Linked DNA regions of Mus musculus: regions 1, 2, 3, 4 and 6 are each linked to region 5. A link is a contact called in public HiChIP or PLAC-seq and promoter capture Hi-C data. All regions are on one chromosome and are shown on one strand. Each heading gives the region's core, a stretch centred on a gene start, on an enhancer-like site or on the middle of the called end of the contact. The rest is flanking DNA. Distances are from core to core; before and after follow the strand shown. Region 1 holds the start of Ppp3cc (protein phosphatase 3, catalytic subunit, gamma isoform). Region 2 holds the start of 1700092C10Rik (RIKEN cDNA 1700092C10 gene). Region 3 holds the start of Slc39a14 (solute carrier family 39 (zinc transporter), member 14). Region 4 holds the start of Nkx3-1 (NK3 homeobox 1). Region 5 holds the start of R3hcc1 (R3H domain and coiled-coil containing 1). Region 6 holds the start of Polr3d (polymerase (RNA) III (DNA directed) polypeptide D).

Evidence for each region. Promoter capture Hi-C pulls out the DNA fragments that hold promoters and counts their contacts. HiChIP or PLAC-seq counts read pairs in DNA pulled down with a chosen protein or histone mark. Capture Hi-C pulls out chosen DNA fragments and counts their contacts.
Region 1: a promoter capture Hi-C map of adipose tissue shows a contact between it and region 5. The contact joins the promoter of Ppp3cc here to the promoter of R3hcc1 in region 5. A contact is called at or near these places in 2 of 39 promoter capture datasets (cranial neural crest and liver) and 2 of 9 other capture datasets (adipose tissue and liver).
Region 2: a contact with region 5 is called in an H3K4me3 HiChIP or PLAC-seq map of embryonic stem cells, with 4 times the contacts expected there. The contact joins the promoter of 1700092C10Rik here to the promoter of R3hcc1 in region 5. A contact is called at or near these places in 13 of 39 promoter capture datasets (the 3T3-L1 cell line, 3T3-L1-derived adipocytes, the C10 cell line and 8 more), 1 of 484 Hi-C or Micro-C datasets (the G1E-ER4 cell line), 8 of 115 datasets of contacts at active chromatin or transcription factors (cardiomyocytes, embryonic forebrain, embryonic hindbrain and 4 more) and 1 of 9 other capture datasets (embryonic stem cells).
Region 3: a promoter capture Hi-C map of liver shows a contact between it and region 5, with 3 times the contacts expected there. The contact joins the promoter of Slc39a14 here to the promoter of R3hcc1 in region 5. A contact is called at or near these places in 1 of 39 promoter capture datasets (cranial neural crest), 1 of 15 datasets of contacts at CTCF or cohesin (large pre-B cells), 2 of 115 datasets of contacts at active chromatin or transcription factors (embryonic limb bud and pancreatic cancer cells) and 1 of 9 other capture datasets (liver).
Region 4: a contact with region 5 is called in a promoter capture Hi-C map of 3T3-L1-derived adipocytes, with 4 times the contacts expected there. The contact joins the promoter of Nkx3-1 here to the promoter of R3hcc1 in region 5. A contact is called at or near these places in 15 of 39 promoter capture datasets (the 3T3-L1 cell line, 3T3-L1-derived adipocytes, the C10 cell line and 7 more) and 1 of 115 datasets of contacts at active chromatin or transcription factors (pro-B cells).
Region 6: a promoter capture Hi-C map of liver shows a contact between it and region 5. The contact joins the promoter of Polr3d here to the promoter of R3hcc1 in region 5. A contact is called at or near these places in 3 of 39 promoter capture datasets (cranial neural crest, liver and pre-B cells), 1 of 115 datasets of contacts at active chromatin or transcription factors (extraembryonic endoderm stem cells) and 1 of 9 other capture datasets (liver).

The regions. Positions count from the first base shown.
Region 1 is chr14:70,286,481-70,291,086 of GRCm38.p6, forward strand. It overlaps Ppp3cc (protein phosphatase 3, catalytic subunit, gamma isoform), which reads right to left and starts at 3,017. Exons shown (of 14, transcript NM_008915.3): 1 at 2,701-3,017. The coding sequence starts at 2,749.
Region 2 is chr14:69,170,029-69,174,424 of GRCm38.p6, forward strand. 1700092C10Rik (RIKEN cDNA 1700092C10 gene) reads right to left here and starts at 1,815. Exons shown (of 3, transcript NR_045931.1): 1 at 1,548-1,815. It overlaps Nkx2-6 (NK2 homeobox 6), which reads left to right and starts at 1,774. Exons shown (of 2, transcript NM_010920.2): 1 at 1,774-2,020. The coding sequence starts at 1,774.
Region 3 is chr14:70,349,959-70,354,286 of GRCm38.p6, forward strand. It overlaps Slc39a14 (solute carrier family 39 (zinc transporter), member 14), which reads right to left and starts at 1,466. Exons shown (of 10, transcript NM_144808.4): 1 at 1,322-1,466.
Region 4 is chr14:69,188,207-69,192,748 of GRCm38.p6, forward strand. It overlaps Nkx3-1 (NK3 homeobox 1), which reads left to right and starts at 2,486. Exons shown (of 2, transcript NM_010921.3): 1 at 2,486-2,787; 2 at 3,618-4,542. The coding sequence starts at 2,499. The coding sequence ends at 4,042.
Region 5 is chr14:69,706,289-69,710,624 of GRCm38.p6, forward strand. R3hcc1 (R3H domain and coiled-coil containing 1) reads right to left here and starts at 1,296. Exons shown (of 8, transcript NM_001146012.2): 1 at 1,218-1,296; 2 at 766-893; 3 at 259-396. The coding sequence starts at 875.
Region 6 is chr14:70,440,825-70,445,555 of GRCm38.p6, forward strand. It overlaps Polr3d (polymerase (RNA) III (DNA directed) polypeptide D), which reads right to left and starts at 2,647. Exons shown (of 9, transcript NM_025945.3): 1 at 2,509-2,647; 2 at 2,127-2,296; 3 at 1,528-1,571; 4 at 480-631; 5 at 213-337. The coding sequence starts at 2,291. It overlaps Mir320 (microRNA 320), which reads left to right and starts at 2,686; the gene lies at 2,686-2,767.

The DNA of each region.
Region 1 (4,606 bases), core at 1,767-4,266, 580 kb after region 5:
TCTGCTTTCCTTTTCCTTTTTTTTTTTTTTTTTTTTCTTTTTCTTTTTCTCTTTAAAAATCAGGACCAAGCCGGGCATGGTGGCGCACGCCTTTGATCCCAGCACTCAGGAGGAAGAGGCAGGCAGGCGGATTTCTGAGTTCGAGGCCAGCCTGGTCTACAGAGTGAGTTCCAGGACAGCCAGGGCTACACAGAGAAACCCTGTCTCGAAAAAACAAAAACAAAAACAAAAAAAACAAAACAAAACAAAACAAAACAAAAAAAAAAATCAGGACCGTGAGCTGCCAGACTGGCCTTGAACTCAGTTTGGGCTGAGAGGAACTTGAACTCTTGATCCTCCTGCCTCCACCTCTCCAGTCCTGAGACTGCTGGCATTTACCACCTTGCTTGGCCTCACACCCCACTTTGGTAAGAGACTTAAAACTATTTCAAACTCTGAGAAACCCAAGAAAAATGTTACACAGAATCCAACACTGCTGAAGTCAAGTGCTTATGCTAAAGTTTTTATATGTGAGATGACTTCACACATTGCAAGTATCTGGAATCCTTTTATGAATGTGATTTAGGCTTGGGGCTGGCGAGCAGCACTTGCTTCTGTTGTAGAGGACTCAGGCCCTGTTGCCAGCACCCACGTGACAGCTTACAACAGCCTGGAACTCCAGTTCCTGAGGATCCAAACTCCTCTTTTGGCCTCTGAGAGCTACAGGCATGTACATGGTGCACATATGTACATGCAGGCACGATACTCAAATACATAAAATAAATCTTATTTAAAAAGACAAAAAGGTGAGCTGTGGTGGCATGCACCTTTAATTCCAGCTCTCAGGAGGGAGAGGTAGCAGGAGCTCTGTGGGTTCAGCCTGATCTTTGAAGCTCCAGGGTATCCAGGACTATAGAGAGAGCGCCCCTCCCCCTCCCCGCCCTCCAAGCCTTAAAATGGGTGTGTACCACTGCAGAGTCTGCAGTGGGAAATAACCACGAATTTGCCTGGCTGGACACAGAATAAAACTCTGCTCAGTCACTCACACACAGAGCGACACTCGGTCCTTTCCTACACAGCATGTGTTAATATGTAATTCTGTTAAAGAACAAGTTGGTATCCAATCATACAGACTCTATAGATGGTTTTCCGCTCAGCTGTAAACACACCTGTACTTCAAGTGCCTTTCATTTCACTTCCGTTTTAAGTGTAAGACACGGTCATTTTACAATGTCCTTGATGCAATCTGGTGAAAATAAGCTGGTACAAAAGGAGATTAGACTCTGAGATTCTTGCCGGTCTGAGGAGAGCGCCGCTTAAGCCTCGCGCAGACCTCATTTATCCTGGCTTGACTCGGGGATTCAGGTTTAAGTGGTTCCCCTGTCTACTTCAGCTGAGAAATAGGCATATTTTGATAAGAGAAAAATATGGGAAGAAAAAGAAGGACGAAACACTACAATGGTAGAGTGGCGAGAAATCATTTTAACGTGGGAGGAACCCGCCAACACCCTTGCCCTTGCGCAGTTGGTTTGCATGGGCCCGTGCTACCCGGGACAGTTCAGAAGTTAATGTCCACCATGACCTTGCTTCACCAGGGAAGGTTGTAGAAGTGATTCCTGTGTATTAAGAGGCTCAGATCTTCCTCATGGCTTAAATGCTATAAAGCCTTCCACGAAGACCGTCATGGCACTCTAGCTGTTAAAGGACTAAGTCCATTCTATGAACAATTGACTTCAATCCCTAATGATTCCAAATTCTGAGGAAATAAGTCTCAAAAGTACTGTCTGCCAAGGCAGATAACTAACATTTATGACACCAATACTATCCTTCTCTCTCTGAGCACTCAATAGGCTCCCCCTTATTTAAAAAAAAAATTATCATTACTAATCTTAGTTTCCTGTCTCCTAATATCAAAATGAAACGGGGAAATAATTTTTAGTTTTTTCCCACTATGGTGAAAACCACCTCACTCAGAAATAACTGGTCTAAGCATAGCACCTTCTTAGAAAACAGTGCTTTCAAACCAACTATTATTATGGAGGGGTCTTAGAAGTCGGACAATAGAAGCATGTGAATCAGTGGTTATGTTAGACAGGTCCTTTTGGGTAAAGGGCAGAAACTATATCATAAACTCAGAAGATTTAGAAACACTTTCGTGTTTCCTTAGAATAACTGAATATCAGATATAATGAGAGACATCTGGGAGATTATTATTCACCAAGTCCTTATAGCCAAAACTTGTAAGCCCTTTTAAGAAGACTGTGTCACTATCATCTTGTTTCTTTTAATAAAAGCAATGACTTGGGATATGTAGAGAAAGTGAGCCAAACGTGCACAGTATACCCACCACACCCCTCAAAAATAATTTTTTAAAGGGTTTGGTAAGGAGCTGTCAAAAAAGAGCTGAGCCTAAGGAAAGGCATGACTTGGGTGAGTCAAGAGAACTCCCTGCTCACACAACCCAGACGGTGTCCCCAGATGAAAGACCAAAAAGTGGGGAATCAGGAGAAACCGCCTGGATGCTTCGGGAGTGGATGGCGGGCGCGGTCGCTCTATCCACCTCCCGCTAGGTACCCGTCCAGCAGTCACCGGGGACGCCGGCGGACAGCAGCCCGGTCCTCCCCGCGCCCTGCAGCGCCTCCCGCCGCTGCCTCCATCCCCGCTCCTCGAGTCCCCGAGCCGTCGCCCGGCGAGGGCCGTTCCCCGCGGCGCGCTCGGCACCTTTGATGACGCGCTCGGTCGTGGAGAACTGAGGGCGCCTCACGGACATGGTCTCCTCCCGGCTCCGGCGGCCCGCTGGACGCAAGCCGCCGCCTTCCTCCTAGGCGGGCTGCGCTCGGCGAGCGGGCAGCCACCGTGCCGGGCCCCGGAATACGGGGCGTCCTCGGACGGCGGCGGCCGCAGCGCCGCTCCCTCCCTGCGGCGGCGCCCGCGGCTCGGCGGGGACGACCGCGTCGAGAGCTACGGCGACCGCGGCTGAGGGACACAACTAGGGAGACCGCGGCTGCGCGCGGCTGGGGCCCCGCGTGCGCGCCTCCGCGCTCACAACTTCCCGGCGGCCTCGAGGGCCGCAGCCGCGCTCTGCGCACGCGCGGATCTCGGGTCTCAGCTCCGGATTCACTGCTGACCGCCGTCCGCCTCGCGTGGGGCAGATGCTCTGGACGCCCAACCCTGACCTGTAGCTTCTCAAACCAGCCGCTGGGACCTCGGAAGCAGCTGCGACCTTGGGACCAGGCAGGTGTCCTGATTCTTGGTGGCTGCCACTGAGTCTGTGTCCCTCTCATCAGAGAGAGCCCCTATCTCATGAACGCTCTCTCCGTTATCACTGGGGTCCTCCACCCACTTTGTCTCCATAAGAAATTAACCATTCTACCCTGTTTCTCAGGTTACCCTCTCCCATTCACCAACCCCCAAACTTTGAAACCCCTGTCAACTTCATGTTTGTTGCATACAGCTTGTATCTAGCAGCCTAAGTACCTCCGTGGCCATCCTACTCCAGTTCAGCTCCTGGGAGAACCCCGTTTCTGAGAAGCGGTGTCTCCCTTTCTATATACATGAGACAGCAGTCACTCACTGTCTTCTGGGACGCTAGCCCAGGCTTCCTTGAGAAAGGGAATTGACTTCTAACCGATTTCCCCTTATATTGTCACCTGCCTACTTGGACGCATCTATTCCACTGTGGAATAGTGACACACAGTGACACCGCACCTGCCTCCCTACCGTGTGTGAGTGTGTGTGCGCGTGTCATGTATGTGTGGTGTGGAGTAGGTGTGTGTGCATGCATGAAGTGTTTGTATTTGTGTGTGCTGGTGAGCTGGCCCATACGAGCACATATGGAGGCCAGAGGTCGAGGCCATCCTCTAGTGCTCCTACCTTAAATTTAATAGACAGGGTCCCATTAAACTTGAAGCTGACATGCCTGCTAGACTGGAAGGCCAGCAAATTCTCTCACCTGTCCCTCTGCCTGTCCCCTTTCCCCCATAGCACTGAAGTTACAAACGCTGAGGTTGTACCCAGGTTCTATTTGAATGCAGGGACTCAAACAGAACCCCATGCTTGTGTTTCACTGAGCCATTTTCCTCATCCCCTCCTCATATGTTTTTTATTTTGTTTTATTTTTGCAGTGATGGGGACTTGCAATCCCATAGTCAAGTTTCACAATCTGGCTTATTTTTAGGTTAAAAATTGGTCATTATTGCTCCTTAATTAGAAGCCTCTTTCTCACTGAGGACAGGACTTGGCCAGGCAAAAAGTACTTTGCTTTTTTTTTTTATTTTAGCAATGATAATGAAATATTGAAACTTAAATCCAAGGAAACGTACAATTTATAGGCCAACCAGTCTTCATAGTTACTACAATGGCCAATAAGTAACCATATGTGGCATTGTAAATTAAATTTTAGTAGTTCAGTTTCCTCTTGTGTCTTAGCCAAACTTCAAGTGCTGGCTGCATTATTGGCTGTGATAAGACATTTTCATCATTGTAGAAAGGGTTGGCTTGGCTTGGCTTGGGGATTTTGTTTGTTTTGTCTTTAGAAACAGGTCTTATGCCATTCAAGCTAACCTGGAACTCATAGCCAAGAGTGACGGTGAGCTACTGATCCTCCTGCCGACACCTCCCAAATGAT
Region 2 (4,396 bases), core at 565-3,064, 540 kb before region 5:
AGTAAACATCAAAGAAGACTAGGTCCCCTTCTCCCGCACCTCTGAGAGGAGGGGAGGGTCCAATAGCACAGTTTTCCAAAGTCTAGAAGTCTTAATGAGCGTTAAAATACTTCATCAATATTTCCTCTCCATATGTATACCAAGGATATATGGAAGGGGGTGAAGGCATAAAGCTTCTGCAAAGATAAAGCCTTATTAATGATAATGAAAAAAATCAATATTAGCTAAATTTATGAACTCATCCTGTTAAGGTCCATCTGTAATGTAGGACATTTTAATTCTTACTTTGAATCATACTCCGAAAAACTAATGAATATATATGTAAATTTAAGCACATGTAAAACTAAACAAGAAAGTTATTTCTGAGTGGAAGTTTTCAAAATTGTGTGCTATCTAGACCTGGGAGAGGGTTCAGAGACTAAAGATGCTTGAACGGGATTCCTAGGATGCACTAACACCCTCAAGTGGTCCACTGATCTCCACTTCCATGTTTGCAGCCCCTTTCCAAGAAATAAATTTCTTAAGTTTTTGTGTTTTCTGACTGGAAAGGGGTGGGTGAGTTCCTTTCATGGAGAGTTCAGGAAATAACATCTAGGTCTCTTGTGTAACTGTAAATTTTCGTGAGAAGATTTAAAAAACATTTTATCTGAAAATCCCTTAAATCTCATAGTGAGTTTTTTCTCTTTTAAGCGATCTTAAAAAAAAAAAATCTTCCCATCCTGTTTTGGGAATGTAACACCAAAACCCGGTTTGTTGATCTCCTTCGCATGAGCTCCAGCAGCGGAGAATTCTTGTTTACACGTTGTTTTACTTATTATCCCTCCAGTGGACACTTCTACCCTCCTGAAAACGAGATGTTCGTCCTTTGTCTCTGCACGATCATATCTGCTCACACTCTCCGTGTTCCTAACCATTCGCACACCATGGAGACACCTTATACTATGCCCAAGCTGTGTCCCAGTTCTGAAGATTTAAGACTGGGTAAAATTCCCCACTTACACACGCTTGTACAGGCTTTAAGGCAAGAGAAAGGGGAAGAATCCCGGGGAAGAGATGAAATGAACTTATCTCTACTCTTCTGGGGCAAGAGCTTACCTTGTTTCCCAACCAATCCAGAAATACTTAAAGATGACCAGAGCTCCCCCAACTCAATTTGCCTTCCCTGTCAAGTGACAAGACCCTGGCGCTGCTGGACTCAAAAAGAATTGCTCCTCAGGCTGTATTGGTCATTAGTATCCCGAGAAGAAACCCAGCTTTACACCAGTTGAGAACCACGGGCTTGTCATATCTTGGGGACTCCCCAGCTTTCTATCCTCAGATTTTCCTTTTCCTCGAAGGGGTTAACTGGGAAAAACAGATGGGTTGCTTGCCCTAAAATAGCCCCACAAGTGCCATCCAGGTAATCCAGGTAGCAGGTTCTAGCAGGCTCCCCTCAGACCGGACCCCTCGGGAGCTCTCTGTTGTACACTGTTGAGAAATCTCAGTAGGAACCAAACCTCCCAAAAGGATGTGGAGGGACTGAGGACCAACAGAACGGCCCAAATTACCAGTTTTTGGGTAAGAAGGCTCAGGGTTAGCACGTGGTTTCTGTGGGAACCAATGGAGGACAGCGATCTTATCACCCGGTCCTGGTGCCCCAGTCAAGGGAAGGCGCGGTCCAGGACCTAGTGTGCATCCCAGAATCGATTAGGACTGCCACTACAGAAGAGGAAGTTGGGGGTGCGACACCTGGCTGTGGTCCAGAACTTGCCAGCTCCGCCCCTCGGCTACGAGATGCTGTCGAGTCCTGTGGCCTCCACCCCTTTCTCGGTAGCTGACATTCTCAGGCTGGAGTGCCAACAGAAGGATTCCAAGACCCTGTCACAATGGGAGTTGCATAGGAACCCAGTAAAGCCTCGGTACCTAAGAATGAACCAGGAATCCGGATGGTTTGAGAGCAGCGACAGGGCACAAGCAGTCCCTTTTCGGTGCACCTGGGAGACAGTCCTGGAGATGGGCTCGAATCCTGTGGGGGAGCCACGTAAGTAAGCGCTCTTTCCTACAGGTGTTATTGAGGGAGTGGGTCGTCAATGAGGGAGAAAGTGCATATTTTGGGGTCCCATCCTACCGCCCCTCATTTTAGGAGTTCAAAGGGCAACCTCTCTGTTTCTAGTCCTTGAATTTTGGGATGTTTCTTCCCACAGTCGCCCCTCTAATAACCACAAAGAGGGGATGGAGCCAGGTTATGAGAGCTCCCCTCCCCCTACCTCATCACCACTGCCCTTACCTGACTAACCTGAACCTTCCTGGATGAACCATCCTGGAGCATGTTGATTTATCTGGACATGCGCGCGCGCGCGCGCGTGTGTGTGTGTGTGTGTGTGTGTGTGTGTGTGTGTGTGTGTGTGTGTTGCTTTCCGAGTGAACCTGGGGGTGCTTAAGAATAGGGAACCTTAGTTGGAGATGACCCCCTCAGAATCGTGGATCTTGGTCCAAAAATGCATGGGCAAGCAGTCCAGGGACCCATCCTTAGCTTGTGGAAAGAGAAGGGGCAAACAAGGAATTTGTAATCTGGCTACTTCTATAATAATCCAGGTGGTGTTTATAGGCAGGGAAGGCCTGCTACTGGAAAGAAAGAAATGGACTGTCTTCTCACCCAGCCTCCGGGCCCTTCTGAGTATTCCCACCAGACTGAGGTGGGGAAGGAAATAGTTTGGCACAACCAGCCTACCCTACCAAGCCAGACCACAGATAATCAAGGCCACAGTCTAGCCTAGTAATAGGTAATCTTCGGGGTTATCCTCTGACGTGAGGCTGTTTATCACTGGCCCCCCAAAAGAGAACATTAAATTTTCTTCCGTTCAAAAAGAAATGTATGGTTTTTTTGTAGTGGACACTAAATATTCAGTTCCCTGGGCATGGGTCTGTTAACTTAGAGTTGCTTTTAGCTTTGCTAGAAAAGGTTGTTTCTCTCCCAACTGCTCCAGCCCCAGCCCACCCAGAGGTCCTTTAACTGGAAACTCATGGCGACCTGTCCTCTACCACTGTGACAGCCACCCAGGTCCCACCCCAGCCTGGCTGAGGGCTTTTGGTCAGGGAAATGGGTCATCTGATAAACTTCACCAAAAAGACAAGGGACCTGCCTTCCCATCTGAATCTGCCCTTTCCTCAAAGCAGGGCTCAGGGCTCTCTAATTGTTCTAAGAGGGCATAGGGTGCTAACACCTTTTTATCTGTTTGTCTACTGGGTTTGGGTTTTGTGATTTAACCTTTAATGTGTCCATTGTTGTGAGAGAAAGTAAAGAATCAATTTTTGTTGTGTAAAAATGAAATTCAAGGAAGCCAGATGACACTCCTTATTCAGTCCCCTCTGTCCTACGGAAGCTATGTTCTATCGAACCCAGGGCTCTCATTAATAAACTGAGTTTATTTTCAGTATTCCACTTGAATGATCTGTTTGAGATAAATTTCATAATTTTGGAGATCCCACAGTTAAAGTTTCTATTATCGGTTTTGCTTTTGGATTTACCTGTGTGGGGGCTCTTGTTCTGATGGGGGCTTGGAACCTATTACTAGCCTGGGGCTAGATATGTAGATCTGGCTGAAGAGGAACTTAAAGGGGTTGTGCTTACTGCCTTTGCTTAATTGGGGGGTGGGGGCTTTCAATTGGAGTGTCTTGCTTGCTCTACAGTATTGCTGGAGGTCAGTCTCGTTTGTATCTTTAAAAAATAAAACAAACCCTCTCTTTCCCCTACTCTTTGGTGACCCCCATTTCTTTAAGCACATATGCCTCCGGGAGAAAAATATTTTCTCTCAAACTTTTTAAACAGTCATTTTCCCTAGAGGTTGTGCGCAGGGCTGGGGTTGAGAGTCAAGATCCCAACCGGGAGCTAGCGGGACCTCTTGAGGTCTTTCTGCCTGTCTTGCACTCTCTTCGTTCCCTTGTGTGTCCCGGGATTTCTCTCTTGTGCGTGTCTCTCCACCATCCGTGGAGACCAAGGGGATCTTAAGGCAAGAAAAGGACAGCAAGGGAGAAGAGGTTGCACCTAGGCGGACTTGGACATAGTCACAGCCTGGCTGGGGAAAAAACTACCCACTTGCCAAAGGGACCCTAGAGGAGGAAGAGACTTTTTTTTTTAAGCCAAAATGTGGATCTCAACTTCACAAATCAAAGAGAACCTCTATTTCCAAGCTGAGAGTAGGGATCAGGAAATACCTGGGTTTTAATTCACTCAGGAAATACCTTGTTCTTAATTCACAGTCCAGAGCATCCGTGTTTGTGAAGTGTGTTTGAAATCCAGCCCCATTTTGATAGGCCCGCTCACATTTTAAGATTCCTCACACTCTTGGAATACCAGACACAACGGAAGACCATAAACATACCTGATCCGAAGTCGACTATTTGCGAAACGAAATGT
Region 3 (4,328 bases), core at 216-2,715, 640 kb after region 5:
ATATCCTGGGTCAGTTCAGTGTCTCTAGTCACAATGATAAAACAGTCACACAAAGAGGACCCATACACGGCCTCCTGACTTTGAACCACTAGCAAAGAGCTCAACTAAGTCACCAATAGAAAGGGGACTAGATGGCTTTTAATTCTAGTTGTCAGAAGTTGTGATTCTGGACATGTTTCTGGCTGTTTGGCCAAGGAGGCACGTTGGAACCCCTCAGTGTTGAAGATTTGTTTTAATAGGTAAGGAGTACGGAATTGTACATCTTTTGGATAGACAATTCAGGCTGGTCTCAGTACTAACCTGAACCAGAATAGTGACCAGATAGTCACTCCGGAGCCAGTTTCTATCGTCCCCTAAAATCAGCACCTCCAGCAAATATATCTATCCCAATGACCAGGGGCTAAAAAGAGCTAATGCTACAATTCCAAAGCCAGGTTACTTCACGAAGAGGGGCCTGCCAAAGTGCTCCTGCCTCTATCCTTCCATTTAGGCCACAGGAAAGCACTCCACCCCTCACCAAACCAAACTGAGAGTTCTCTTGAACGCACAAGCCATGTAACTATTTAGACTACAGATCAGCTTAGAATCTAGGCCCCGGGGTGACAGAAGATTCTTAAAGCTGAACCCACAACCCAGAGAGGCAATTTTCCGGCTTAGAATCTACCTCAGGATCACAAGGTGAGTCTGATGGCTACTTTAGCTATAGCTTTAAAACTCTAAGAGGGAGCAGCCGGTAACCAGACCACCTAATTTGGTCAGTCCCAACCTAAGTGAGCCCAAGAGGCATCGCTGCCGTTAGTCAGGGGAGAATTCAGCGCGGTGCCACCCTTGCGGTTATCCACTCCTGCCCAAGCCAACCAGAAGAATCGGGCATCACTCTCCAGCCGGAGGGTGGTCTGGCGTGGGGCAGGGAGAAGGACACATAGGTTCCTGGGATGCAAGATCCAGACACCAGAGCCCCCGAGCAGCCGCCACCGCAGAGCATCTGATCTACCCATCTACTCCGCTTCCTCTGCGCTCTGTGTCCTGGGGCTCTAGAAAGCTCATCTCAGCCTTTCTGAGCAGCTATCGACCTCCCCGGCGTCCTTCTCTGGTTCACACATCCCGGGCCCTGCAGCTGAAGGGACAGCGCAGTGACCTCCTTCTCCTCGCCACCGTGGCACGGCAATCAGGTGCTACCAGGACTGGGCTCAGGGAGTGCGCGGCCTCCCGAAAAGACTCTGGGTCCTCGGCGTGCCGGTGTCTCCAACCCCCACCCGGTGTCCCCCCTAACCCGGAGGCGCCCGACTTCCCATCCTGCCTGCGCCCGGTCCGTCCTCACCTGAAGTCCTCCAGCCGGCAGTCGGGCCCACGCAGCCTCACTATCCAGGGCCCCCCCCCCAAGGCAGCGGGCGACACAGCTACTGAGTGGGTGCGTCCCCGCCAACAGCCACGCGCCCCCTCTCTACGTCCGGCCCCCGCCGCATGCGCATGCCCGGCCATATACCCTGCGCGTCACCGCTGGGCCCGCCCCCGCCTGCTGCCCCGCCCCGCTCCCCCGGGCCTGCCACGTGGGACCGCCAGCTAACAGCGTCGTTACCCTGGCCAACCTGGTCCTCCAGCGTTGTGCATCCCCGGCTCGCATCCTAGCTCTCTCTAGCTTCATCCACCCTTCCTTGATGAATTCCATCCTTGACTCACGGAGGCCCTGCAGGCTCCGCTATTCTCTGGAAACCTCCCATCTGTCCTTCCTAGCCCCTTTTGTGGGAAACTCACAGCGTGACCTTCCATCCTGTCGCTCCTGAGGGAGAGTGCCCCTCTCTTGGTAGACATTTGTGGTTTTAACACTGTTGATGAATCTAAGAGACTTTTCTGTTTTCTCCAATTCTAAAATATTCTGTAAGCAGGATGGAGCGCTTCATAAACTGCTTTTTTTTTTTTTTTTTTTGCCTACCCCAGCCAACCAAAAGAATTAAAATAACTTGTAACGATCCAAATAAAAGATCATATTCATTTTTTTTCAGAGTTTCGCACCTCTTTCTCACAGTTAATCAGATTCCTAAGGAGCGAGGTCAAGCCTTAGGTTTTGTTTGTCCTGGGAGGGAGTCTCTTCCGCTGTAGGAAGGGCCTATTGTGTTGGATACTGAGCCTTGTATATGCAAATTTCTTGAGAAAAATAAACCACCCACTAAACTCTTATTGTTCTATTCAGCTGGATATTAGGATTATTTCCTCTATCGCTTAACCAACTGTCACCTGGGGCAGGGAGGGCCCCATGGAAGAACCTCAAGTGGCACTGGAACCAGTGAATGGCGGGGGTTTCTGTTCTAGCACAGGGAGTGTGTCCAGCTGGCTGTGGTATCTCTAGATTTGTTCAATAGAGAGATGGCATCTAAGTGCTGGGGAAAGTTCCCTCAAAAAGGAAGTGATAGGAGTAGAACTCCATGTCCCTAGAACAGGTGGCAGGAAGAACTCAGCTCAATGGCAGCTTGCTCTTGCGGGCTGGCTAGAGCACCAGAGTGTGGGGCTGGGGGTTGGTGAGGTAATAGCCAATCCTGGTGGTGCACACCTATAATCTCAGCTACTCTAGAGCCAGAAGGATCTCAAGTTCAAGGCCAGCTGGGGCAATTTAGTGAGCTCCTTTCTCAAAAGGTAAAAGGGGGATTTTTGGTTCAGTGTATGCTTAGACCGCACCAAAGCCATGAGTTCGAGGCCAGCAACCGGTTCTGGTAATGCTCACCTGTAATTCAGCACTGGAGAAGTGGGGACAAGTATCACAAGTTCAAAGTCAGCCTTGGGCCCCTTAATGAATTTGAGACCATGCCTGAACTACCTGAGACCCTTTCTGTAAATTAATAGTGAATGCTTTGCCTAGTGTATGCAAGGTCTTAAGTTTAAAAGATATAAAACTACTGAGGCCACTCAGACTCTTCTGGCCACTCTGTTTTTCTGAAATTCAATTATCTTTACTCTGTAATTACAGTACTCCAATGAGTAAGAGGGAGACCCTGTGATGGTCCTCTCATTTACTTTCTGAGTAATTTTGAGGTAATGATAGCTCTTGCAGAATTGCCTCCCGGGCCCCTGCAACTCTATAATAATGCTGAATATTTGCCTTGGTTAAAGTTACAGTGTTTTTCAGACATTATGTCACCCACTTAAGACTCCAAAGCGGAATGGACTGTCAGGAAAGGTCGGTTCCCCATCAGGCCCCCCCTAGAAGGAATAAGCAGAATAAGAAGCCCACCTAGAGACAAGGATCTGCCATCCCAAAGCTCTGAATAGGACGGGGAGCTTAAACCCTCATCCCCCGGATTCCAGACAGGATGTCAGGGCTACTAAAGCTTGCATTAAGCAGTTGTTGAGGACGGCTCAGGGGGCAGAGTGGGGAGCTGGGCATGATGGCCCATGTTCTCCAATGCTACCACTTGGGTGGTGAATAGGAGAAGCAAGGATTCAGGGCCAGCTCAGCTCCATAGTGAGTATGAGCCCAACCTGGGTTAGGAGAGACCTTGTCTCAAGGCACATAAGCAAACAAACAAAAGCACTAGTGGGAAAGAGGAGTGATGGGCCACCCCACCACAGGACCCATCTGTGTGGCACTGTCACCTGTTTGTGGAACTGTCAAAGTCCACAGGGGCACCCAGAGTTGATAAGCTATCTCCAGCTGATAAGCTATACACAAGAGGAATTCAATTAATCATTAACATAGCTCAAAATCAAAAGGTCCTAAGTCTCTGCATCCGCCCCCACGGGCATTTCTTCAGGAGGCACATCCTGATGAGAGGACACATGCCGACTAGGTCCTGCTAGGACACAACAGTGATGGTCACCATACATAGTGACATCTGGAGCCTGGATTTCCCACCATCACTTGCTTTCCCTCCTCCTCCCCTTTCCATTCCCTTCCGCTCAGCAAGCTTCTTGATTGTTCTGAAGTACATTTGATCTACTCTTTCAGACTTTGGAAACCCTTATTTATTTATTTATTTATTTATTTATTTATTTATTTATTAAAAATACTTGATATTTATTTTTTTAAAATACTTGAACCCTCTGTAACTCCAGTTCCTGGGGGTACTGACCTCCTCCTGGTCTCCACCGGCATTGTGCGCACACGGTGCACTTCCAGGCACGCAGGCAACTCATTCATAGATGTAAAATTAAAAGAAAGGGAAGAATAAAATAATATAGTGCCACAATTCCAGTATAAATAATGTAGCAAGCAATTTTTCCATAAAATAGGTTCTGAGCGTATAGAACATTTACCTAGCACGCTTGAGGCTTTGGGTTCAGTTTCTAAGAGCTGGACATGGTGACTCATGCCTTTCATCCCAGCACTCAGGAAG
Region 4 (4,542 bases), core at 1,236-3,735, 520 kb before region 5:
AGCCCTCTGGGATTTATTTTGAGACTAGGACTGTCTCATCAATGAAGACCTGTGCCCGGCCAAAATCAACATCATTAACAGTCAAGTGCAAACTCAAAAAACTAAAGCCAAACTGAAATAGCACTGTACCAATGTTAGTGGCTGAAATAAAGAGAATGGCCAGGGCTAATAAGGTTTCAGATATCTGACACTCGTTGCCTGTGGAAACAGCAGTACAGTCACACAGAAGAGCGGCTAGGCCTGTCACTCTGCATCTCTTGTCTCAGCTATCTTTTTTTTTTAATTCCTGACCATTGTGACCAAATATCCAACAGAATTAATTTAGGGAAGGAAGGGTTTACCTTGGCCGGTGGTTTGAGGGTATAGTCTGCCATCTTGAGAGGAGCACAGGACTGTATAGTCACGTCTCAGTCAGTCGTATAGTCACGTCTCAGTCAGTCGTTTCAGTCAGCCAAGAAACATGGGGATACACCAGTACTCAGTTTGCTTTCTCCCCCTTGAAATGAAACTACCCATTTAAGGCAGATGCCTGCCCCCGCCTGCCCCAGTGAACCTTCTCTGGAAACACTCACAGGCACACCCACAGGTAAGCCTCACTAATCCTCTGACCAAGTTAGTTATCCAAAGGAACTACCCATCACCCGTGGTCTGGCATAGCCACTGCACCACTGGGTAGAGAAAGGAGACTTGCATTAAATCTGTTATTCCCACCAAGAACCAGCCACAGACTGGTTAAGTAAAATGATGTTTGCTTTAGTTTATGAGTCTAGAGCTTCAAGTCCAAAATTAGGGGGCCTAATGGGGGGTGCAGTGCAACATGAGAGGAGCACAGGCTGGTGGGAAAATCCATACACCAGGGCCAGGAGAGGGGGGAAAATTGGGGCGCTACAATCTCTATGTCCTCAACAATTTGAGGACCTCTCATTAGGCTTCAGCCCTTATAGGTCCAAAACTTCTCCAAACTACCTCAGCAGGGAACGGCATTTATGTGTGGGCCTTGGAGGAAGACTCCCCACACACACTATATGCATACATACATACATACATACATACATACATACATACTACAATGAGGGACATTGGAGTTGCTATTTTTGCAATTCCCAATGAACCTGTAACTATATCAAAAATGTATATTTAAATTTTAAAGGAAAATAAGTCCAGGTAACATGCAGAAGAGAGCTTTTCTGAAGGCCTTCCGGTTATCCATCCCAGTTTCCCTCCGAAGTTGCTGTATTCTCAAGGGCCTGCCCCCCTTTCTTTCTCCCCAGAAATACAAGGTTCCCTGCAGAGCAGATTCCAGTTGAGTCCTGGTGCCTTAGACCACAACAGACTCTAATTGCATCCATTAATTAAAAAAAAAAAATCAGCGTAGGCTTTCCTCGGTTTCCACCAAATGTTGTATTCTAGCACATTCCTTTGATCAGATAGATCGTATTTAGCAATCCAAAGCATTGTTCTGAACCATGTGATATTTAAGTGACAGACATGGGGAGCCTGGGCTAGAGTGTTCATTTCTTTTATTAGTTTGGTTTGTGCATGTGTGCTGTCAGTTGTTTAGTTGTTAGTTAGTTAGTTAGTTAGTTAGTTAGTTAGTTTAAGACCGGGCCTCATTATGTAGACCTGGCTGTCCAAGAAATCCCTATATAGACCAGGCTGGCCTCAAACTCACAGAAATCCACCTACTTCTGCCCCTCTTCACTGGGATTAAAGAAATGTCACCCACACACAGCTTGAGTGTTTATTTATCTTTTCTTTCTTTCTTTCCTTCTCTCTCTCTCTCTCTCTCTCTCTCTCTCTCTCTCTCTCTCTCTCTCTCTCTCTTTCTTTCGTTCTTTCAACAGGGTTTCTCTGTGTAGCCCTGGCTGTCCTGGAACTCACTCTGTAGACCAGGCTGACTCAGAAATCCACCTGCCTCTGCCTCCCAAGTGCTGGGATTAAAGGCATGCGCCACCACTGCCCAGCGAGTGTTTATTTCTTAAGAATACTCTTTCCTGGTGTTACACTACCTGGTCAACTCAGTAAACGAGACACTGTCATACTACTTGGACCTTCCCTAATAGACTTCTGCTGGTTGTCTAGATGTGTCCAGCTGGGAGTCCAGCGTGGGACCATAATGAGCATGATTGTCAGACCTAGGATCAACTTAGACTCGGTAGATCTGGCTTTGTTATCAGTCTCTCTTACTATCTGAACACAATTAGGGTAGGTGGAAGCGACCTGCCTGCTCAGTTCTGATTCCAGTAAGAATTTGGCGTTTGTGGCTTCTCTGGCAAAGGGCTTGAGAGGGAAACCAGGAAAGGTTAAGGGCTCATCAGGGAAGGGCTCTGGAGCCTAATCCGCCCAGGACTCGCCCCTTGAGGGTCACCTGGAGCCCGCGGCAGCCAATCGGGGAGCAGCCGTGTCCCCGCGGCCAATGGGCAGGCGGCGCGGCGCTCAGCATGGCTATAAGTGCGCGCGGCCCGGTGATAGCAAAAGCGGCGCGCAGCGGAGGAGGGATGCTTAGGGTAGCGGAGCCCCGAGAGCCACGGGTGGAGGCGGGTGGCCGCAGTCCTTGGGCAGCGCCACCCACGCAGTCCAAGCGGCTCACCTCCTTCCTCATCCAGGACATCCTGCGGGACCGCGCGGAGCGGCACGGGGGACACTCAGGCAATCCGCAGCACTCGCCGGACCCTAGGAGGGACTCCGCTCCAGAGCCCGACAAAGCAGGGGGTCGCGGCGTGGCTCCGGAGGACCCACCAAGTATCCGGCATAGCCCCGCGGAGACACCGACTGAACCCGAGTCTGGTAAGCGGAGTAGACCAAGCGAGCACCATGCACAGGAAAGGACCGCTCTTGGGCTAATGGCCCCGAGCTCTGGATGCAGGAATCCTGAGGTTGGGGGTGGGGGCATGGCCACAGAAAGGACCTCGCTGTCCGCCCCACCGAGCCACCTTGAGCATCAACCCTGAGAGCAACTAATAACTTTGCCATCGACTTGACTCTTTTCCAGCGGCTGCAGACATTTACCACTGGCTACTAGAACTAACGATAACCATTAATATTCATAAATCAAGCCCACTCTTAAGTTCCCTTCGTCTCCATTCCACGAGCCATAAAATTATGGATGTTCTTTTAAGTCTTTAGAAATAGAATCGCGTCCAATTTTATCCTCCGGCCCCAACCACTTTTCATGCTGGTGACTAAGCCACAGTTACAGGAAGAGGACTAGGGCAGGAGATGAACTGGTTACCATCCCAGGCCACCTGGCTCATCTCCACAAATCTCAGTCACCCACTTCAATGTCCCTACGATGCCTCCGTCTTCCCTGTTGGCACCTTACCCACCTCTCTTTGCAACACACATCCAGGATCCACATTTCACTGATGTAAAACAACAAGGCAGAAAGATCAACTGTAAACCGCTAAGACCTGAATGTAGTTCACACTGATTATTAGAAACAAATACATAGTATAAAAAAAGCCTGCTCACTTCTTCAGGGTAGTTTCTTAGTCTTGCAAACAAAGTGAAAGTATCCAGATGACAGTGGGCTTTTTGTTCACTAGCAGAAAACAAAAAGGTGGTTTGAATTCTGAGCTAACATGTAACTTTTCCTCTCTCCTTCTGTTCTTCTCCAGATGCACATTTTGAGACTTATCTTTTGGACTGTGAACATAATCCAGGGGACTTAGCAAGTGCCCCCCAGGTCACCAAGCAGCCACAGAAGCGCTCCCGGGCCGCCTTCTCTCACACTCAGGTGATTGAGTTGGAGAGGAAGTTCAGCCATCAGAAGTACCTGTCTGCCCCTGAGAGGGCTCACCTGGCCAAGAACCTCAAACTCACCGAAACCCAAGTCAAAATATGGTTCCAGAACAGACGCTATAAGACCAAGCGAAAGCAGCTGTCGGAAGACCTGGGAGTCTTGGAGAAGAACTCACCATTGTCTTTGCCAGCCCTGAAAGATGACAGCCTGCCCAGTACCTCCTTGGTCTCCGTGTATACTAGCTATCCCTACTACCCCTACCTGTACTGTCTGGGCAGCTGGCATCCATCTTTCTGGTAGCAACAGTTCTGCTGATAACTGCATATATCAGAAACTGTCTTCCCTGGGGGTCTCTGGGAAAAAGCCACAGTGGCTGATGTCAAGGAGTCGGAAGCAAGAAATGTACAGATGCAAACTGTTGGGGGTTCCCAGGGAACACTCCAATTCTTCTCTGGTGGGCAGGTGAAAGATCTGGGGCAGTGACTATTTGAAGATGTAGTCCCAGTTCCAAGTGTCCTGTAGGTGACTGCTGCCCGCTCCCCTGTTTAGAGAGAGCCAGGCAAGTTTGAGTCTTGTTTCCAGAACTTAGAATGGCTACAGATGCAATGGCTATATCGTTCCTAGGAATTCTGTTGTGGCAACTCCATCCTCTCCCATGACTGAGTATCATGGAAGGGCCAAGCAAGGGGAGGGATGGCCCCTTAGATGAGGATTTCCTCTTGAGTTAAACTTGGGTCTCCTGTTGGCCTTGGACTCTGGCCAGAGTTTCTCTCTGCCCTTGTAAAAATGAGGGTAAACGG
Region 5 (4,336 bases), core at 46-2,545:
CAGGGGTGTAGACCCACCCTTACTAGCCCAACTGCTTGTGTGCACTATATTTTCTTTGGCCCAACACGAACAGCTGAACAGCCAAGTCAGTTGCATCCCTGATGAAGCAAAAGGCAACTGTGACTGTGGCCCTGGCTCCTACCAAACTCTACCCTCCTTGGCTAGCCAGCTAGTCCAATCATCACACACACACACACACACTCACACACACACACACACAGCTGCTGAGAACCCTCCAAAGCAGTAGGACAAACTCACCTGATGTCCAGGTGACAAATGACTGTCCTCCTCTTCCAGCCCTCCCCAACAGAGAAGCTGCTCAAAAGATCAAAATTCTCCGCCGTTCGATGGATCAGGTACCGCAGGCGGCTGGAGACTGGGGGAAAAAGTAGGACCCTGCAAAGGAACCAAATGGAAATAATAAGCTTGAGACCGCGGGTTCACCCCACACCCAATTCCCACCCAGGCCGCTCCCAGGTTTATGGTGGCTTTAACACCAGGCTCACTGTGCCCAAGCAGGTCCCTGCCTAATTGCAAAGTAGATCATCAAAGGGAGCTACAGTTCCCATCATCTAGAAGAAAGTGAGCACTTCTGCCTGAGTGGGGTGATGCTGCGATACAAAGGAAAGGTGTGGCTGGGCAAGTTGGCAGAGGCTAAAGGCAGGGCCTTTCTGGTGGACCAGCCAGTTACCTGGGCACAGAACCTGGGAGAGGGGCAAACCATGCCTATCCTGGCATTAAAAGCCACTCCCTCGTTCCCCGTACTTGGATAGCTGCTTCTGCAGCAGGAAACGATCGAGCTCCTCTTGGACCCGGTGGACAAAGTCATTTTCGGCCGAGGAGAGGAAGACACCGTCCAAGCAGAGAAGGGCCAGGGTGACAGATGGCAGAGCCTGTAGGAGCGGTGGCCAAGGCCGGGATCAGAATATGGGCCCAGAGGCCGCCCACAGCCCTAAGTGTCCCTGCAGCAAGGACTTTGGAGACTTTCGCAGCCCTGGCCACTGTGGAGCGGGATGGGAGGCGCGTGAGTGTGGAGCCGAGTGCGCTCACGTCCAGAGCCAGGCTGGATTCCCTGCTCCCAGCACCGCCTCGTCTCGCCGCGTGTTACCCGGGCTTTTCAGTTCTGGGGCGCAGCCCACTGAAACCGTCCCACAACACGCAGTCGTCCTTCCCTTTCGCGATCCCAGGAGGAAACACCCAACACCCTCAACACTCACCGCGGCAGCTCGGAAAGTTGCCGCCGCGCTCAGGGTCCCCAAGAGCCTGAGCGTCCCCTTCTTCCCAGCGGAATTAGCGCCATCGTGAGGCCGGGAGGAGATATTGCACGTGCCGCAGAGGGGCGTGTTCTTGTAAAGAGCTGGGGCAGGGCCAGAGCTGCTCTAACCCAAACGCATAGGGCTTCCCTCAAAGAAGCAACTAAGCAATTATTCTCTTGGGAAAATAGAGACCCAAAAAGGTGATATGACTTGTCTAGAGTTACACAAGTCAAAAGTGGCTCTGATTCCAAAGTCAGATAGTACTTTTATCTTCTAGAACCAATTGAGTTCTGCCAACACGAGGGAACAGCTACTAGATGCTAAATAGTGATGACATTATATATTTCTAATTTTAGGTTCCTTTGACCTGGTACCTAATGGAGGAAGAAAGAGGTAAGAGCGGGAGGCTGGAGCTGGGGAGATGATTTAGGAATTAAGAAGGGGAACCTCTCTCTGGTTTCAGGTCCCAGTAACATCAGCACTCGGACACAAACTTGGTGCACATACAAACAAGTAAATAAATCTTTTTTTATGGGGCTGAAAAATTGACTGGGCTGTTAATAATATTGCTCCTGAGGCAACCTAAGCTCAGATCCCAGCACCCACAGGGTGGCTTAGAACCATCAGTAACACCAATTCCAAGGGATCCAACAGCCTTTTCTGAACTCCTTGAGCAAACAGATGGTGCATATATATACAAGCAGACAAGACAATCCTACACCTCTGTAAACGTTTCTAAACACTGTATCCAGAATCTGTCCCCTATATCATCTCAGTGAGAGACCTGCAAAGGTCTCTTGTCACACAGAGACCCAAGTTGGGCCAAAGTGGGCCACTAGGTCCAGTAGCCACTAATACGCTGACTAGAGTTGAGTATCAAAACCTAGATCTAGTGTGCTTGCCAAACCAATGCTTATAGATATGCTATGACTAAGACTCAACACCTTTCGAGTATTGACACGGTGATCAGAAGTCCGGCACAGAAGCAGAAAACACAATAAGGCTAGGTGAGCTCAGTGAGAGAAGCTGGCGTCTTCTAAAATTTTACCCCAAATAGGAGGCATGATTGAAAGATTAAGGACTGATCCAAGCTACACGGGGTTGCACTCAGCTCCTTGGCTCCTGCTGGAGTGGGGGTCAGGAAAGAAGGCAGGAAAAGTTCCAGGACCTAACCATGTGACACCAAGGAATTGTATACCATGGTAAAAGGGTCAGATCACCACGAAGATATAGAAGTTCCAAGACTGAAAGCACCGAACAGAAGGCTCACAAAACATACAGTGGAAGCTCTTACAACAAAAACAAAGAAAGAAACAGGGTGGGGGGGAGGGAGGAAACAGAAAGAAAAACAAGTTAGCTGGGCAGTGGTGGCACACGCCTTTAGTCCCAGCATTTGGGAGGCAGAGGCAGGCGGATTTCTGAATTCGAGGCCAGCCTGGTCTACAGAGTGAGTTCCAGGACAGCCAGGGCTACACAGAGTAGCTCTGTCTCACAAAACCAAAAAGAAAGAGAAAAAAGAAAAGAAAGAAAAAAAGAAAAGAAAAAGAAGTTAATCAAAAATTGCACATATTCCTCAACTTAGAGTGGGGTTATAATATGCCCACTATGAATTTAAAAATAATACATATTAAGATACTGTCAATTTTTTAGATGGTTATTGATCTGAAAGCTCACTGGTCAGTTGGCCCAAGTGGCAAAGTGCCAGGCCAATGAGAGACTCAAAACAGATCATAAACTAGAAGGTGCCTGAGGATGGGCTCTTGTGGTTGTCCCCTGGCCACATGCTTGCCCTGAACGTGCATACCAACATCTACAGCACACACACACACACACACACACACACACACACACACACACACACACTACAAATACAGACCCTTACACAAGAAATCCATAAATAGATAATTAATATACCTAAGAAAGTATTAAAAAAAGAAAAATAGACATTTTCTTTAAACAAAGAAATGAATCTACAGATTAAAACAATGTTCCAGAAAATAATAAACAAATGGCTGGTGCAGATAATGCTAAAAAAAAAAAAAATTGCTTTGGTATTGGAGAGATGGCTCAGTGGCTAAGAGCACATACAACTCTTGCAGAGGACCTGAGATTAGGTCCCAGGACCCACATTATGCTGTTCACAGCTACCTGTAATTCCAGCTCCAGGGGATCTCTGGTCTTTACAGGAGCCTGCACTACACATGTGCACATGTACACATATACATGTAATAAAAAATAAAATAATGTTTGGGTTTTGTTTTGTTTTGTTTTTCAAGACAGGATTTCTCTGTATCGCCCAGGCTGGCCTCGAACTCAGAAATTTGCCTACCTCTGCCTCCCAAGTGCTGGGATTAAAGGCATGTGCCACCATGCCCGGCTAAAATAAAATAATTTTTAAGGTTGTAAACTCATATGTAACATTATATATGTATATATACATATATATACACACACACACACACACATATATATATATATGTATATAGTTAGATAGAAGCCAAGGGAGGGGGGATTGAATGCCTTGTACATTTCTCTAACAATTAATATGCCAGAACAAAATGGAATAATGTCTTTGCAATTTTAAGGGAACAAAAAAAGTTAACGCCAGAAAATTCTATAAACTGCGGTGTGGATAGGTAGTGTCAAACCTGCAGCCACACAGGAACATGTGGAGCGCTCCTGCTTGGCCTGAGGTGGAAGGGACAAAGTGCTGGAGCTCACAGACCCCTGCAACCTGCCATGCACAGCTCACCTCTAAGGCCTTTCAGTAAAACCCACAAAACCCCTGCATTTTCTTTCCTCTAACGGCCCAGTCCAGGACATGGAGCTGACAATTCGTCACCACGGCAAAAGCAGATTTCTCCCCTCCTGGCCTGGTGCCTCTCCACTTCTTTCTCTTTCACAAACTATTAACCAGTCCCACATTTTTCTTTCTTTATTGATAAGAATATAATGATGGTCTCCTTGGTGGGTGTACTCCTGTTTTAGTGCTATGCCTTGAAAAAGGCTCTATGCCTTCAACTCATGCAGAAAGTGCTTTTGTTGCTTTGTTTTGTTTTGTTTTGTTTTGTTTTGTTTTG
Region 6 (4,731 bases), core at 1,397-3,896, 740 kb after region 5:
ATCACAGCCCGTTTCGGGACTTGTGTCTCTCTCTTTTCTTTGCATATGTGTACGTCTCACACAGAGGCAAGCTCGCTCTCCACTGAGCTGCACCCCCAGCCCCTCTTTAGTGCTCCTGTAACCAAAAGCTTGAACATGTCCCTGGCCTGGCTCCCTCAAAACCCTCTTTAGCAGCTACAAAAGAACCTGTCCCCCAGGCTCCTGGCACCTACGTCATCCTTCTCCAGCATGCGCAGGATCTGCTTGGTCTCTTCGTCTGTTTCTCTCTTCTCTTTTTTGATGTTGATGATATGAGAAGGTCCCATGTCGGACATGTCCACGGTCTTATCCCAGTTCCCTGCGGGAAATCATGCTGTCCACTAGGGTTCAATAAGGAAGACTGCCCACAGCGAGGAGAGCCCAACTTGGAATGGAGACTCCCACGCTCTGCCTTCTCAGGCAGTCTGAACTGCAACCCAGACCAGGTCCCTTCCTGGTACCTTTTTTTTTCATCATTTCTGCCGGACCCTGCTCGAAGATAGAATGGGACTGGATCACTTCCGGGCGGCCACGTCCCCGTCCGTGACCCTCACGCTGGCGGTCCCTGTCCCGTTCACGCTTTTCCTTCTTCATAGTCACTTCTTCTTTTGGCCTGGGAATGAGGACAGACAAAAGGGTCTGCCTCAGGAAATGGAGCCTCCTCGCTTGCCCCTTTCAGCCCGCTGAGCAGAGCTTGTGAGCCAGTAAGTACACTACGAGAATCGGCACCCAACCCTTCGCTATACCTTTGACATCTCCCATAAAGCACGGCCTTTAATTTCCTTCTACTTTACCGTCTTGTCAAAATGTGGGCCTTTTGTTTTGTTTGTTGGTTTTTTAACCCTCTAAAAGTAGAAAGGCTGGAGAGCAGAGGACCTTAAGGCAAAGTTGGAGAGTTCAGCCCCACCTCGGCAGAAACAGAAGGTAGCTGAAACTATAAGAGATGGAGCCTACTGGGTGGTTACCCAGCTCCTAAAGGAGAATAGAAACTCAGCCCTTTCCTCTCCTTAATTTCTTTCTTCCCTTGGGTATTCCGACTGCATTCATTGCCATACCATGAACCCAAAAGCAAGAACCACCTGATTGATCGTGGACTAAAATCTCCAAAACAAAATGTCCCTCTCTGTAAGCCAATTATCTCAGCTATTTATTACAGAAAAAAAACAAAACAAAACAAAAACCAAAAAGACCCTCTAATGCAAAGTGCCCTGGAGCTAAGCGTGGAGGTGTACATCTTAATCCCAGCACTCAGGACACAGGTCTGAGAGGCAAGCACATCTCTGGGAGTTCTAGGCCAGCAACCTACATAAGTGAGTTCCAGGACATGCAAGGCCATGTAGCGAGGCACTGTCTCAAAAAGAAACATGCCCCTATATAACCCAGGATTGAAGGATGAGAACCACTGGTGAATAAGCTAATAGCGTAAGTTAAAATCTCTAGGCCACACAACCTAATTACGTCCCCAAATTCAGAGCTAACCGGGGTGAGTACTGTTCATTCATTACTTACTCTTCTTTGATCTTCCGACTGATGATATTTGGGGTGAAGGTTTTCTGAAAAGTAAAACACAGTACTGTATTTTCGATGTGCTCAACTGACCAACAGTCCTGGGATGGCTTAGAGAGACAGGTAGACTATCACCAGTAGCCCCCAAGGCAAAGCTAAAATGCTTTATCCTGTGTTTGCTATTCCTTTTCAGAGCTACTCGGTACAGTTACATCTACTGTTACACACATAACAGGAGGGGACAAAGAGCAGTTACCGGCATGCCTAAGATTCATCACTTACTAGATTATTAGTTTTCAATACTGACATCCACAGAGTTATGAACACTCGAAATTGCAAGTAAAGCAATTTTGTCTGGCTTTCAAGGGATTTTGTAAGGAGCCCAGAACATAATAAGCACTTCCGGATGTCTTGAATCAACTAGATTCACTGTCTTTTAATTGCCTAGGAGACCCTGTCAGTGTCCTGTACCAGCACCTAGGTTTGCAGGTCTCTCTAAAGGCTGACATCCCACCAGGGGCCCAAGGCAGCACATGAATGAACATCACGAGTCGCCTCCCTACGGCCTGGGTGGGTTTCTATACAAACGCGCTCGCAGGTACCTTCTTGACTCCGCCAAGGGTGAGGTCCCGGGAGCGGATGGAGGGAAGGCGACCGGGCGTAAGCGGGGGTGCGGGCCGCCGGCCGATCAGCCCCCGGCCCCCAGAGAGAAGGGGTCGCGGCCCTCCAGGATTGCTGGGCTCGCCCGCCGCGTTTCCTTCCGACATGGTTCCTAGAAGAAAGTAGGCAACAAAGTGACTCCAAGGGCTGGACGCGAGGACCCTGGGCGGAACCGCACCCACGTGGCCTCCCGCCCCCCGCCCGTGCGTCGCTCTCGCTGCAGCTCAGCTCCTCCCCGTCCCACGTGGCGAGGCTTCCCGGAGCGCCCCACCCCTAGCTTTGGACTCCGTCACCTGCCCTTTCCCTGGGGACTTCGTGACGCACCTGCGTGGAGGCTCTGCGCCGAGTATCACAACCTCACCTCCGACTAGAGCAACCACGGGCCGCGGGTCTCCGGGCAAGGCGGAAGTCTGCGTGGCAAGGACCGGGCGCTGCCATCTTACCCTGGGGCGGAAGTGACATCAAGGGGGCGTGACCTGACCATAGTATTTATCCGACGGTGCCTCGCCGCCCTCCGCCTTCTCTTCCCGGTTCTTCCCGGAGTCGGGAAAAGCTGGGTTGAGAGGGCGAAAAAGGATGTGGGAGGTGGACTGTAAGCTGTGCCGGGGTGTGACTCGTGGGGGCGTGTCTCGGCCCCTGGCAGGGAGTAGAGGTGCGGTCCTCGGGGTCGGAGGTGGAGGGGCTCCAAGGTCGCCTACCTGCTGTATGTGGAGTCCACACTGCGCAGCCTCTGGGAGCAGTGGGGTCGCCGCTCGGGATGGGGCTCCGGACATAGGGAGCTTAGAGCCCTCAGGCCGTGGCTGGCTGCAGCCTCCCTGCGTTGACCTTGGCGTGGTCATTGCACCTTCGGGCTCGACCCTTTGCTCGCGTGCGCCTTCCCTTGCCGGTCCCTGGGGTCTTGGGGTGTCACCCTTAACGCAGTTTGGACAGAGCAGCCAATAGCTCTTCTCATCTACCTGGGCCCATGACTGCTTAGTCAAATCTGGGAAGCCTTTGGAACTGAAGTTTGCTCTTCAACTGGAAGGGTTTTTGTTTTTTGATTTTTGGTTGGGAGGTGTGGGTATTTTTAAGACAACCCTGCTCTGTAACCCTATCTAGTCTGGAACTTAAGTAGACCAGGCTGGCCTCGAATTTGCAGCAGTCCAGTCTCTTCACTCATCCCTCAGTTGTAGGGATTACAGATGTACACCACCAATCCCAGCTGAAAAATTTTTTTATTGTAATGTGTGGTTGCAATCTAATCTGGGGGGGGGGGAGTCATTTAATGTTACACTACAGCGACCCCAATACAAATAAAAAGGTTATGTAATTCTAGGGAAGGAACCTATTTCTGCTGGAATTCCATAGGCTGCTAGCATTAAAATATTTTTGATGTACTGTAATATTGTGCCACACAATAGTGTATTCTTTGTCGGAGACAAATGACCAATGGGAGGATATATATGTGCATATTTATATGTATATATCGTAACTTGTTTCCTTAATGGGGCACTTACTTTAAATAGGTATGTTGTTAGAAATAGCTAGTGTACATTTGATACATCCAACTTTTTTGCTTTCTTGTAGATTATATCCCTAGGAAAGAGTTTCAGAAAATGTACATATTAAAAGTATACTTTGCTGGGCAGTGGTGGCACACGCCTTTAATCCCAGCACTTGGGAGGCAGAGGCAGGTGGATTTCTGAGTTTGAGGCCAGCCTGGTCTACAGAATGAGTTCCAGGACAGCCAGGGCTACACAGAGAAACCCTGTCTCGAAAAACCAAAATAAATAAATAAAATGAAAATAGTAAATAAGTAAACTTCATTTTGATGTCATACATATGCAGTTATTTAAAAAAAAAAAAGGGGGGGGGGGAAATTATGTGACAAGCCAGGCATGTTGGTGCATGCCTGTAAACCCAGTACTTGGGAGGAAAAAGCAGGCAGGTCTCTGAGTTTACACCAGCTTGGACTACAAAGTGAGACACTGATGGTGATGATGATGATAATGATTCAGCAGAGCCCAAATTCTGTTTACTTTGTTTTCCACAATAGTAAGATCTAGCACTTATATCAAAACCAGAATATTGACATTTTTGCAGTCATGGTACAAGACATTTCAGCATGACAGGAATCCCTGAAGCCGCCCTTTCAGATACAGCCAGCCTCCCTTACTGCTGAGCCTTCTCTTCCTCCCACTCCTCCCCACACTAATCTGTTCTCCATTTCTAAAATGTTGTTATTTCAAAAGTATTCTAAAGATGGAGTCATACGGTATATGACTTGGATTGTTTTTGAAGAGACGGAGTCATCTTGTTATAAACCTCTAGTTGACCTGAAACTCACTGTAGAGACAAGACTTGACTTCAAACACTCAGGAAAGTATCTGCCTTGGCAGTGCTAGGATTGAGGGAATGTGCCCTCGTGCCCAGCTTCTGTGGCTACTTTTTATTTGTTTATTTATTTTAGATTTTATTTATTTCATGTATATGACGAATACACTATAGCTTTCTTCAGACACACCAGAAGAGGGCATCAGATCCCATTACAGATGGTTGTAAGTCACC